Regions from separate parts of the Mus musculus genome. Here regions 2, 3 and 4 are each linked to region 1. The links are chromatin contacts, called in public HiChIP or PLAC-seq and promoter capture Hi-C maps. All regions are on one chromosome and are shown on one strand. The core of a region is the stretch at or near the end of the contact, and the rest is flanking DNA. Distances in the headings are between cores, read along the strand shown. Region 1 holds the start of Alkbh3 (alkB homolog 3, alpha-ketoglutarate-dependent dioxygenase). Region 2 overlaps Ttc17 (tetratricopeptide repeat domain 17). Region 3 overlaps Ttc17 (tetratricopeptide repeat domain 17). Region 4 has its middle 24 kb from the start of Mir670hg.

The links. Promoter capture Hi-C pulls out the DNA fragments that hold promoters and counts their contacts. HiChIP or PLAC-seq counts read pairs in DNA pulled down with a chosen protein or histone mark.
Region 2: a contact with region 1 is called in a promoter capture Hi-C map of the HPC-7 cell line. The contact joins the enhancer-like site here to the promoter of Alkbh3 in region 1. A contact is called at or near these places in 5 of 39 promoter capture datasets (the 3T3-L1 cell line, the HPC-7 cell line, HPC-7-derived erythroid cells and 2 more), 1 of 115 datasets of contacts at active chromatin or transcription factors (embryonic basal ganglia) and 2 of 9 other capture datasets (adipose tissue and pancreatic islet).
Region 3: a contact with region 1 is called in a promoter capture Hi-C map of liver, with 2.5 times the contacts expected there. The contact joins the enhancer-like site here to the promoter of Alkbh3 in region 1. A contact is called at or near these places in 7 of 39 promoter capture datasets (the C10 cell line, the HPC-7 cell line, cranial neural crest and 4 more), 2 of 115 datasets of contacts at active chromatin or transcription factors (acute myeloid leukemia and embryonic basal ganglia) and 1 of 9 other capture datasets (liver).
Region 4: an H3K4me3 HiChIP or PLAC-seq map of embryonic basal ganglia shows a contact between it and region 1, with 4 times the contacts expected there. The contact joins the enhancer-like site here to the promoter of Alkbh3 in region 1. A contact is called at or near these places in 14 of 39 promoter capture datasets (3T3-L1-derived adipocytes, the C10 cell line, the HPC-7 cell line and 7 more), 8 of 484 Hi-C or Micro-C datasets (3T3-L1-derived adipocytes, the HPC-5 cell line, bone marrow-derived macrophages and 5 more), 18 of 115 datasets of contacts at active chromatin or transcription factors (the 230-238 cell line, the NIH/3T3 cell line, acute myeloid leukemia and 11 more) and 4 of 9 other capture datasets (adipose tissue, embryonic stem cells, macrophages and 1 more).

What each region holds. Positions count from the first base shown.
Region 1 is chr2:94,009,291-94,012,063 of GRCm38.p6, reverse strand. It overlaps Alkbh3 (alkB homolog 3, alpha-ketoglutarate-dependent dioxygenase), which reads left to right and starts at 1,334. Exons shown (of 10, transcript NM_026944.1): 1 at 1,334-1,381.
Region 2 is chr2:94,359,363-94,362,135 of GRCm38.p6, reverse strand. The region is part of intron 15 of Ttc17 (tetratricopeptide repeat domain 17); the gene reads left to right. Among named protein-coding and RNA genes, the nearest start is that of Ttc17, 46 kb to the left of the region's middle. Within about 2 kb of position 1,370, at least 50 of the 459 cell types and tissues checked have an H3K27ac peak or open chromatin away from gene starts, as enhancers often do. A contact at or near this core is called in the HPC-7 cell line and pancreatic islet, where this site is marked.
Region 3 is chr2:94,332,934-94,335,706 of GRCm38.p6, reverse strand. Ttc17 (tetratricopeptide repeat domain 17) reads left to right here. Exons shown (of 25, transcript NM_183106.2): 18 at 2,655-2,773. Among named protein-coding and RNA genes, the nearest start is that of Mir670hg, 69 kb to the right of the region's middle. Within about 2 kb of position 1,341, at least 22 of the 459 cell types and tissues checked have an H3K27ac peak or open chromatin away from gene starts, as enhancers often do. A contact at or near this core is called in liver, where this site is marked.
Region 4 is chr2:94,287,888-94,290,660 of GRCm38.p6, reverse strand. No RefSeq gene overlaps it. Among named protein-coding and RNA genes, the nearest start is that of Mir670hg, 24 kb to the right of the region's middle. Within about 2 kb of position 1,395, at least 109 of the 459 cell types and tissues checked have an H3K27ac peak or open chromatin away from gene starts, as enhancers often do. A contact at or near this core is called in the NIH/3T3 cell line, embryonic basal ganglia, embryonic forebrain and 2 more, where this site is marked.

The sequences.
Region 1 (2,773 bases), core at 85-2,584:
GAATAGGGGGTGGGGATTCCGTGTTAAGTGGGCATGGAGGTCAGTCACTGAGTGGAAGGCAGCCGTTGTCATGTAAGAGAGGGAAGCATCAGAGAAAGAGTAAGGGGACATCAAATGCTGGCAAAAGTCTGAAGTCCTAAAAGAAGCATGCTTACAGGAGGGACAGCAAGAAAGGTAAGCTATGGTTTTTGTTGTTGCTGCTGTTTTTAGTTTTTGTTGTTGTTTCTCTAGGTAATTTAGAAAAGCAGGAAGGCTTGGAACCGGCGTGGCCATGTTCCTTAAGTGACGGAGATAGAGGGTGGGAATCGGAGAAAGGAAGTACAGTGTCTCATTAAAGTACTAATAAGTCCACTTATCTCTTTAGTGTTACTTCAGGTAAGCCTACCTTCCTAGGGGTCATTCTTTGGCCAGGTGATTCTATTCTTTTGACGAGTGGGGATTTTTCTTAAGGAGCCTTTACCGATACCCTGACAGAATCAGGCTTATTTGAAAGATCTCCACAATGATTGTGTTTTGGTAAATTTTAGAGAATAATATTTGACAGAAAATAGTTGACTTGGTGCTACAGTCAGAGTTGTCAAATTATAAGAGACATGGCTTAACCTGATCTCTTTAAAGAAGCTTGTGAAGAGGTCAGATGCGTGAGAAGGCACTTTAGCTATCGTGAATTATTAGATTTCTATAGTGGTCCAGACGCTGCTGTCTCATTTAATCCCACTTAACAGGACCACTTAAAAAGTAAGCAATGCACTTGCCCCAAATGGTGGCATTGGAATGAAATTTAGACAGATCTGTGGACTCAAGTAAAGTTTCCTTAGCACTGAGGAACTCAGATAAATAAGGCATGCTCTCACGTCCCAGCGTAAATGCTGTGTAGAAAAGACGGGCGCGCTACGTTGAGAACAAAGCGCACCTTAGACTCTTCATGGTTTTCAAGGTAAGGAGAGAATTCTATAGCAGAACCCAGCATGTCCCAGTCCTCCCTACTCCCGGATCAGTACAAGTTCCGGGAGAGTGCGGTTGCCCTTTGCACAACAGACCTAAGATGCCAGCACTGGTTTCGGGAACTAGTTTCCTGAGGACCTAGGCCTAGGAGGCTCATCTTCATCCCCACATGTGCCCCTGACTCCAGTTCCCATTCCGACCATATTCCCTTCAGCGTCTCCACCCGGCCCTTTAGTTGCCAGGGATGCGGGGCAACCCGGACTCCGGGCTACCCACCGGAAGCGGAAGCGGTGGCAGTATGTCACCTAAGAGGAACTACGCGCAACGGAGGCCTGTGGTTGGACGTTGCAGGAGTTGGTGCCTCACTCTGAAGGTTCCCCGGCGTCCAGACGGCTGATTAGGGTCGTGTCGGGACCTCTGCTCAGGGCCCAGCCAGGTTGGTCCGGGGCGCCCAGCTCCTTCCTGGCTTGCTGGCCGCGAGCCGGGGGCAGGCGTGTGAGGACTGCCCGAGGGTCCGTTTCTGGGCCATCAGAAGGCTGTTAGCCATTTCTCTGTACCTCAGCCTCGAGGGCGGGACTGTCTCCTGCTTGAGGGAGAGGCCTGAGGTCAGACGGTGGCGTCCGCTGCCACGGGGTTTGCTGGCGGGACGGGATAGATCTGTGCATTCCAAGCAAGTTCCTGCACCTGCCAGAGCCCTTGTTCTTTTTAAGGTTTTCAGGCTTGGAGTTCCAGGGTGGCGGGACCTTTGTTAGGACCTATTAAGTTCTGGGACTCCTCGAACTGACAGCACTCAGGAAGTCTCAGACAGCACTCTGGAATTTCTGTTCACCACTTGCCTTAAACAAGTCACGTCAAGGTGAGCAGGTCAGAGGCCTTCACTGACCCCCACTAGTCTTATGCCTTTAGGTCTCCGAGAATATGATACACGAGGGTTTCCTTCACACATTCGGTAAGCCCGGAGAGTTGGATTTGATTGTGTCATTAACTTTTTGAGGGAATCGACATCTTCTCCAAGGCCCTACCTGGTAAATGATAAGCACTTGATGGGTTGTCGGTGATGAGACGGGGTCTCAGTATTTAGCTCAGGCCTCCTGGATGCTGGGATTACTGGTATGTGCCTGTAAACCATCATTTCTACGTCCTAAGGAGATTTAAGCAGAGCCCTGAGCTCTGTTGGATCGGAAGGTCTAGGAGACGAGGCCTGGGAACCTGTGGTGTAAGCAGTCATATGAGTGGACTGTCTTTGAGAGCTAGAAGCTTTCCTAGACTCATAAAGAAGTGGCTCGCAGGTTCCGAACATGTGACCTGACCCTTAAGAATTCTGTATTTGCTATAGGGTAACCTTTGGGCAAAATTATAGGGGGTTTGATTAGCTCAAGGCTGGAACCTGACAAGAGTTGAACTTTTCATCAGTATTGATTTCCTGAGTGTCTCTGTAAGTCACTAAACCTTCTGATCTCTATACATATTAGCATATCTTACCCTTTGCTGCTTGTTATAAACATAGAAATAGAGTCTTTCCTAAATTGTAGTTTTAAAAGTGGTACATGGATATTTTAGATTTTCATTTCAAACTTAATTTTAAAGTTGACAAATCATTGTTCTTATTTATGGTATTCTGTGACATTTTGATATATGCTTTTGATATAGAATGAATGCATCAAATTAATACATCTCTTACCTCGTATACCTTTTTGTGATGGAAATATTTAAAATCTACTCTTCATAACTGAGCTATCCAGTGATTTGGTTTTTTGTTTGTTTTTTTTTTTTTTTTTTTTTTTTTTTCGAGACAGTTTCTCTGTGTAGCCCTGGCTGTCCTGCTGTA
Region 2 (2,773 bases), core at 121-2,620, 350 kb before region 1:
ACAGGGTCCCCGATGAAGGAGCTAGAGAAAGTACCCAAGGAGCTGAAGGGGTTTGCAGCCCCATAGGAGGAACAACAATATGAAGTAACCAGTATCTCCAGAGCTCCCTGGGACTAAACCACCAACCAAAGAAAACACATGGTGGAATTCATGGCTCTAGCTGTATATGTAGCAGAAGATGGCCTAGTCGATCATCAATGGGAGGAAAGGCCTTTGGTCCTATGAAGGTTCATGCCCCAGGATAGGGGAATGCCAGGGCCAGGAAGCAGGAGTGGGTGAGTTAGGGAGCAGGGGGAGGTGGGAGGGGATAGGGGGTTTTTGAAGAGGAAACCATGAAAGGGGATAACATTTGAAATGTAAATAAAGAAAATATCTAATTAAAAGAAAAAAAGAAAATGTCGTTTTCTTTAAAGAGTAGAATTTGCATACTTCAAGAAAAAAACAAATATTTTATTTTGATTATTTATATATCTTGAGACAGCATCAGGCTTTGTAACCAGAGCTCCCCTCAATTCATAATTCTCCTGCCTCAGACTCCTGACCCAAGATTACATACATGTACCACTGTGCTAGCTCTTTTCAGATTTGAATGAGTAAAACTAACAATTCTCATTTCTCTTCTTCAAAACTTACATATAAATAGAAATTGTACAGCTATGAAAATATGCTGTGACTCTCTATGTCTGCCTGCAACAGCTGGCTCTCACTCTCCCACTCATTATTGAATGCATTGTGTTTAGTATTATATTATTTTATAGATATAGTATTTAATTTATAGATATAGTTACACCATCTGATGCACAGTTAAACAGTTGTTGTAGTAAGAAACAATAACAGGGGACCGGGACTGTAACTGTGGTAATGTGAACAGCACCTAGGTTCAGTGCCAAGGGGCCAGATAATGTGCTGCCATGCCTAGCGTAACTGCTTTGTGAGTCTTAGTCCCTATTTTTAAGGTTCTACTTTAGGTTTGCAGAAATACAGTTATAATAGTTACCCAATTAAGTTGCCCTTAACCTCACCCCGGAATGATTATATATTTTACCTCCAGAGAATCCTTTATAAGAGATGGGTGTGAATAGCTTAGGTTTGTTTAAGAGACCATAAAACTAAATTTTAAATATAATAAAATATTGCCCATTAAGAGTTCAAAAAATGACAATTTTTAAGCATAATTGTGTAATGTCTACACTTTCCAGCAGACCTAGCTGCTAGTAAGTCTATCAGCTCCAGTGCTTGCTCTGTGCAAACACGGTGCAGTGAGAGCAGATGATGAGATTGAACATGACGTGAGCACGCCCTGCCCATGGGAGGCCCAGTGCTTCCTGTGTTCCCCTGCTGCTGCTGCAGCTAAGGCAGCTGAAGAAGGAAGAGCTGGGCTCTCAGAGATGCTTGTCTTCCTGTATTTACAGTGTAGTTACATTTAGTTGCAAAGGTCTGTGGCACTGATAAAAGATAAAAAGAGAAGTCAGTGAGTTGAGGTGAGTGAAGCAGAAGTGGAAACGCACTGTAACCAACACTGCCTCCCCAGCTGTCACTGGCTAGAAGTACCTGGGACCAGGAAGTCTTCAAGCATTTCAGAGTGACCTTGAAAAGCCTATACTACATTTAAAAACTGCTACTAGATAGTTTTAAGACCATTAGCTTAAATGGTTATGTAATCCATAGATTGTCATGCCATGTCTTTAGGTAGCTGATATTCCTTTTTTTTTTTTTTTTTTGGTTTTTCAAGACCAGATTTCTTTGTGTAGCCCTGGCTGTCCAGGAACTCACTCTGTAGACCAGGCTGGCCTCAAACTCAGAAATCTGCCTGCCTCTGCCTCCGAAGTGCTAGGATTAAAGGCATGTGCCACCACTGCCCAGTGGTAGCTGACATCCTTAATAACTATTATCAATAATGGTTTCTACCAGAGCCTTTTCTATATTACAGATAACTATCTTAGCACTAAAGATAGTAAGAATTTTGATAGCTCTGGTACCTTTCCCTGCTGGACAGTCCAGCAAAAAGTTTGGGCCAGGACATAGCAAGAGCTGCAGATCATCACTGCTCCTGGTCGTCATCTTAGGCATACATTTCATTGGTTTTCCTTCACTGAATTCTTTTAACTAGATCTAGACACCATCTGGTGTTTTACAAAAGTATCACCAAATCAAACAAATGTTTTACAACAGCACAGCAAGATCATCAAACCGCTGATTTCATCAGCAGATAGGCTTTTTCCCATGATCGATGAGTTGAGTACACACAGACTAAAAGGCATCAGAACGTACAAGCCTAGATTTGGACTTGAGGGTACTGACCGTAAAGCTCGCACTCTTTTTTTTTTTAAAGATTTATTTATTGTTATATGTAAACACTATAGCTGTCTTCAGACAGACCAGAGAACAGAGAAGGGTGTCAGATCTCATTATGGATGGTTGTGAGCCACCATGTGGTTGCTGGGATTTGAACTCGGGACCTTTGGAAAAGCAGTCAGTGCTCTTAACCGCTGAGCCATCTCTCCAGCCCCAAGCTCGCACTCTTTTAATGCCCCTAAACTAACACTTCATAAAACCAGGTTGCTTATTTTAAAATGCAACTTCTTTGTTTTAACATTTCTTAGTCTTTTATTTTAAGAATGTTTGGTTTTCTATGTTCTCACTGTGATAGTTCAAACTGGCCTCAAAGCTCTTGGTGGTCCTCTGCCTCTCAAGAGCTGGGATCACAGGCATGGACCACATGATCCAGGTTAGGAGCATGAACTGATGCTAGACTAAGTCAAGGAAGCTACAA
Region 3 (2,773 bases), core at 92-2,591, 320 kb before region 1:
GCTTCTGTCTAAATCCTACTGCAATACTCTATCTTTCTCTGGGAAGCATTGTGTGATTGCATTCAGATCATCTTTATTATAAAATTTTTTAATTGTCCCAAATGTATGTAGCTTTGTGGTTTCGAGTTCACTGTTGGTTGGTTACATTTAATTTGCCAGGGTCAGAAGCATTCATGTGCTTTTTGCTCCCATCAAAATAGTTATGGCACAAATGACATAGGAAAAGCTAAATAAGCAAACCCCAGCTTCCCTCGGTCACAACACAGCCCGTGTGTGAACCACCATCTAAGGAGTAGATATGAAGTGTGTGTGTTTAGTGTTGTTCCCTAAGAATGCCTGTCACCATGGCTCAAACACCCTATAGAATAGTTCACTGGAAGCTAGCAGCAGCAGAAGCCTGAAACAGTTCCATGCCTCCCTCTCCCTCTCCCTCTACCTGTCCCTCCCTCCCTCCCTCTCTGATAAGTTTAAGTTATGCACTTGTATAATACTAAGTGTGTCCATATACACGTGACGGGAGTAGTACTAAGCAATAACCTTGAAAACTGTTTTCTTGGACATTTTGCAGGTCGACAGTGTGGATGCTTTCACATAATAGCCAGTGCTGAAAGAAAGAAACTAAGAGTTCTAGACACAGCCTGTGTTCAGGTTAAGGTTCTCGTTGCTGTCATTAACTCATGACCAAAAGCAACCGAGGGAGAGAGGGCTTTTGTCACATAGCAGCTCAGAGTCTGTCCTGCAGGGAAGACAAGGAAGAAACTGGGAAGCAGGAACTGAAGCAGAGGCCATGGAGAAGCTCTGCTTACTGGCTTGCTCTCCATGGCTTGCTCAGGCTGCCTTCTCAGGGAGGCACTGTCCACACTGAGCTAGCAGGAGCCTCCCACAATTGTTAATCAAGACAATAGCTCTACACGCTGGCCTACAGGCTAATCTGATAGAGGCATTTTCTTAATCCAGGGTTCCTCTTCCCAGATAACCCTAGCTTGTGTCAAGTTTACAGAAAACCAGCTCTGCCTCCCATGTGCAATCTGGAGAGACTGAAATATCTTGAGAAAGTACTCTGCGGTCTCCCTTTGGCCAAAAGCCACATTCTGTAAGCCCTGTGTTTTGCTGAATGAAACTTATCAAAGACTCTTTCCTGTCTCAGACTGGGTGGGGAAATCCTTTGTGAGCCATAGGAAGAAAAAGAAAAAGAACCCAAAAATCAGATGAGGAGCAGTGAGAGCCAACTCTGACAGCTCAGTCAGATGCCAGGCAGCTCTTGCGTTTATGCTGCTCTGGGAGTTCCCAGTGCCAACTCTCTAGCTGTTTTCCTGGCTGGTGTGGCACCTAATTTTATGTCGTTTGCCATTCAGCTGGGTGAGCTCTGGACTTTGGTTATGTGCCCAACTGGCAAGGTAAACGACAGAGTTAAGTCCTCAGTTGCCTGCAGGACAGGCTAAGCCAGGCCCAGCAGATTCTTGAGAGCCTTGACTGCTCTGCGCCACAGCTACTGGGGTCTGCCGTACGCTTGGCCCCGTACCGGACGTTAGGAACAGCATAGCAAGACAGAGACTTGAAATTAGATCTTTGTCAGCCTACGTGTGTCACTGGCCACGTGAGATCCTGACACTGGCCTTATTAACATGTTTCTAAATCTCTGACCACCCTGGAGTTGCCACCTGAAGGAATAATGACGTGCCATAGGCACCAAGCCAGTGCTCCCGGGCTTACCAGTGGGTGTGTGGATAAAAGGAAGCAGTTTGCTCTTAGTTTTTGTGCCCTACTCATTTCTTTTTTTCTTTTCCTTTTCCTTTCTTTTCTTTCTTTTTTTTCTTTTTTTCTTTTTTTTTTCCCTACTCATCTCTAAAAGGAATAAGATGTGGCATTTATGAAGCAAATGACATAAAGCACAGCAATTAATTCAAAGTAAATAGCAAAGATTAAGTAGCAAACAATTTAGAAAACGGAAAGAATTATGTTAAGAAACCTAAAATAATCGTTTCTGAGTCTCTTCATGGTCTAAGCATGGGGTGGAACTTGAAGGTTATAAACTTCATGGGAAAATGTGAGAGGAAAATTTTCCTAGCACATCCCACTAAGATCCACAATAGGAGATCGTAATACTTAAACAACATAAGTAATACCTTCATATCCATTTTTAAGGAATTAAACTAGCATATAGCTATTTTTATACTATCACTGAAAATGGAAGCTTCCATTAGAGTAGTTTTCAACTAACCTTTGTTCAGTTCATACAGCTAAGCAGCCATGTGTGCTGGACACACAACTGTTTGATGGTAGCTGAATAAAGTAAAAGACCTACACATGCAATAAATCGCATAATGCCATCACCCTTGCCATCTATGGTTTGTATGTTGAGCAGGTGATCTTTCAAATAATGTGCCACAGCTGCCCCCTCACTCATGACACCATCCATGGCTGCCTGCCTTCTGGCTCCTGCCATTACTATTTGACAGGCTTTTGGCAAAGGCTAAATGGCAGAGATAGTGTTCTGTTTTGAGGTTTAAAGATGCCAAATGGTATTTTATGAAGGGGGCTCTATAGTCATGCCTCTAAGCAGATCCAAAATATCCCTAAAAACAAGGTTTGAATCATTCTGTACTTGAGTAAACGCCATGAAACTGTTGACCACACAACCCCTTGAATTGCAGGCACAGTGGTTGAAGAGAGCAATGGTTCTGACGAGGTGGAGAAGTCAGATGAAACAAAGATGTCCGAAGAGATACTGGCTTTGGTGGATGAGTTTCAGCAGGCCTGGCCTCTGGAAGGC
Region 4 (2,773 bases), core at 146-2,645, 280 kb before region 1:
CCTGTCTCCAGCCTTCATCTCCCCCAACGCCCACGCAGGCTTCCTAATCGTGATATTGGGTGCTGATTATGGAGGTGGGCAAGCCATAGGATGCAAGGTGTGGGTGGGCCAGCCACTGTGCAGGTGTACCCCTGCCACTTCCCTCCAGTCAAATGCAATATGCACAAAGGCAGGGGCACCTTTGGGACAAGATGCCCACCAATGCCTCTGAGCTTGCAGGCCCTTTTCAAGGAGCACCTCACCCTTATTTCTTCATTTTTCTTGATAGAAAAAATCAACTGAAATTCAAAAGAGAAATGGGGAAATGCAGACAGATGAGGAGAGCCTGCAACTACCCCTTCCTAAAGACAGCATCACCAAGACAGAGGGGATGGATGCTTTTCTTGAACACTGTTCCGGAGAGGTTAATAAGCATAGGGGAGGGATTTCAGGAAGAATGGGGGCCACTGTGGACATCCATCTAGACAGTTTGTGTAATGCCAAGAAACACCTGTGCTGCAGTATTCTGGAGGGAGAAACAGTGGGGCCAGACACTCCTATGTCCCCAAGTCTAGGGATATCTGGCCTGTTCAATGCCAACACACCATCCTGGTACCATGCCAACTCTATAGCTGAGGGGACTGCACACCACGCATAGAGATGACTTCCCTGGGGTCTTGCATCTGATTGTGAAGTTGAACTGTCTCATTCAAGAAGTAAACGCTTTTAGAACCCTCCAAAGGCCTCTGGGAAAGGGGTCTGTTAGCTTTCAGGCTCAGAGGGCAGAGGACATGGCCATACAGTGTATCAGGACCACACTCTACCCCGTGGCCTCAGCACCCACGGTCTACAGTTCTCAGGGTGCCCCCGCAGTTACAGCTGTCATCCAGTCACCTTCATGTGCAAAACTTTATCATCCACTCCCCCGACCAGAATCTGTGAGAGGGGAGTGGGACTCAGAGACAGGTCCTAGTCAGATAGCCTGACTGTTTCCTGCCCTTAATGAAGGACACCACAGCAATGTCTCCAACAATGGTCCTGAAGAGTGGGCCGGAAGGCTCCGGTCATCTCTGGAGAAAATCTCTGCATCCTTCCTTAGAGGCAGGCAGCTCTGAGAACAGCCCAGACCCCTCTGTTCCCACCTCCTGTTCTTAAGACACCTATTCCCAGACTCAGCCTTGAGGCCCAGGGAGAGGCCACTCTCTGTTGCCAGGGCAACAGCTTCATTGTTCCCGGGCAGTGTTGAGCTCCAGGCCCCCTCAGTTCCTGGACTGGGCTCTCCCTACCATTTGGAGCCAGTGGAGCTGGCAGGGCCCCCATTCTACTTCTCGGGATGCAGAGGAGGGGGGGGAGACAGGCTGGCTGGTCACCATGCCAACAATGCACTGCCCACATTCCTGAGGGAGGGAGCAGCAGGGTGTTCTGTACTCTGGAGAGCAAGTGGTCAGCCTCTTGGGTCACCTGCCCAAAGGCCTCTGCTACTAACCCAGCCACAAGCCCAGGGGCTCCCAGTGGGAGAGGATTTTACTAGCATGGGTATTTTTGTCCATGTTTGCCAGGTTAAACAAAGCTTGGGGCTTAGGACTTCCCTTGGCAGACCTGAATCTTTAACCTTCAGGCAGGACAATCCCTAGCTAAGGCAAAGGAGCCAGACCATGTCCCCCTGAGCTGGAGAAGCATTACATCACCCATTTACTCGGTCCCTCACCGTCTCATCCATTCACCTTTACCAAGGTGACTCAGGACCACCTTGTTGGTAAAATACTATCAAAATCGATTTACACCTGGGGAGACGCTCCAAACTGTAAATGGCCCAAAGTGTCCCAGAAATCGACCTTTCAGAGGAGGAAGGAGTCGGGGATCTGCTGGGTCCAGCATGCCCCACTTGAAAGTCAAGAGAAGAGATCACATCTCCCCACCATCCACAGCATCTTGATTCTGCTGTGTGCAACAAGTAAATTGATTATTGACTAAAAATGAAGCTGGCTCAAGAAAGTTAAGGGCAGGGCGCCTGGCACTGTTTCGGGTGCTCAGTTCTGCAATGAATTCGTAAACAGATGTGTAGGGCAGCTACCTACTATGCTGGGGCAATAACGAGCCGACAACTGTTTGCTCAATCATCCTTTCCTGCCTTTAGTTAATAAGGACTAATGGATCCTGTGTGCCTCGAGGGCCGGAGGACAGGGCAGATACTAGGTCTGGTGAGAGGGACAGATCTGTAAAAAAGCTGTCCTTTCCACTCCGACAGGAAGTCCAGGAAGTAGAGGCATCCCCACACGTAGTGTCTGTGAGTGATTGAGGTCTGAGGGGTTGGAAGCCACTCAGACTGAGTTCAATGGAGTTTCCCATGTGGTAATCCATGAGTCACACACGGGCTGAGCTGACAGTGATTCTGACACTCCTCTAGCTCAGTTTTCATCCAGTCACCACCGTCTTTGTCACATCTGTGTGCCACCTACCGTTATCCAAGTAATAATTTTCTTTACTAAGGACTAAAAATAGGGCCTGGGGAGGTAGAGCCCAGCCCCTGCAGTGCATGCCCAGAGCCCTGGGTGAAGTCTCCTGCAGTGAGTAAACAGGGTGTGGTGGGCTCCTGACACTCCCGGCTGTTTTTCTCTGTTTGACTCAGAAGGCATGGAAAAGAATTTTAAAAGCAAAAGTTGTCCTTGATAGGTCATTTAATTCTATTGTGGGGCTGCCATGCAGGAGCCCCGACTGCATCTCCCTGCCATCCAGTGATGCCCACACTAAAAGACACAGATGCCTCTCGGATCCTCCTTGCGCATTTCTGTGT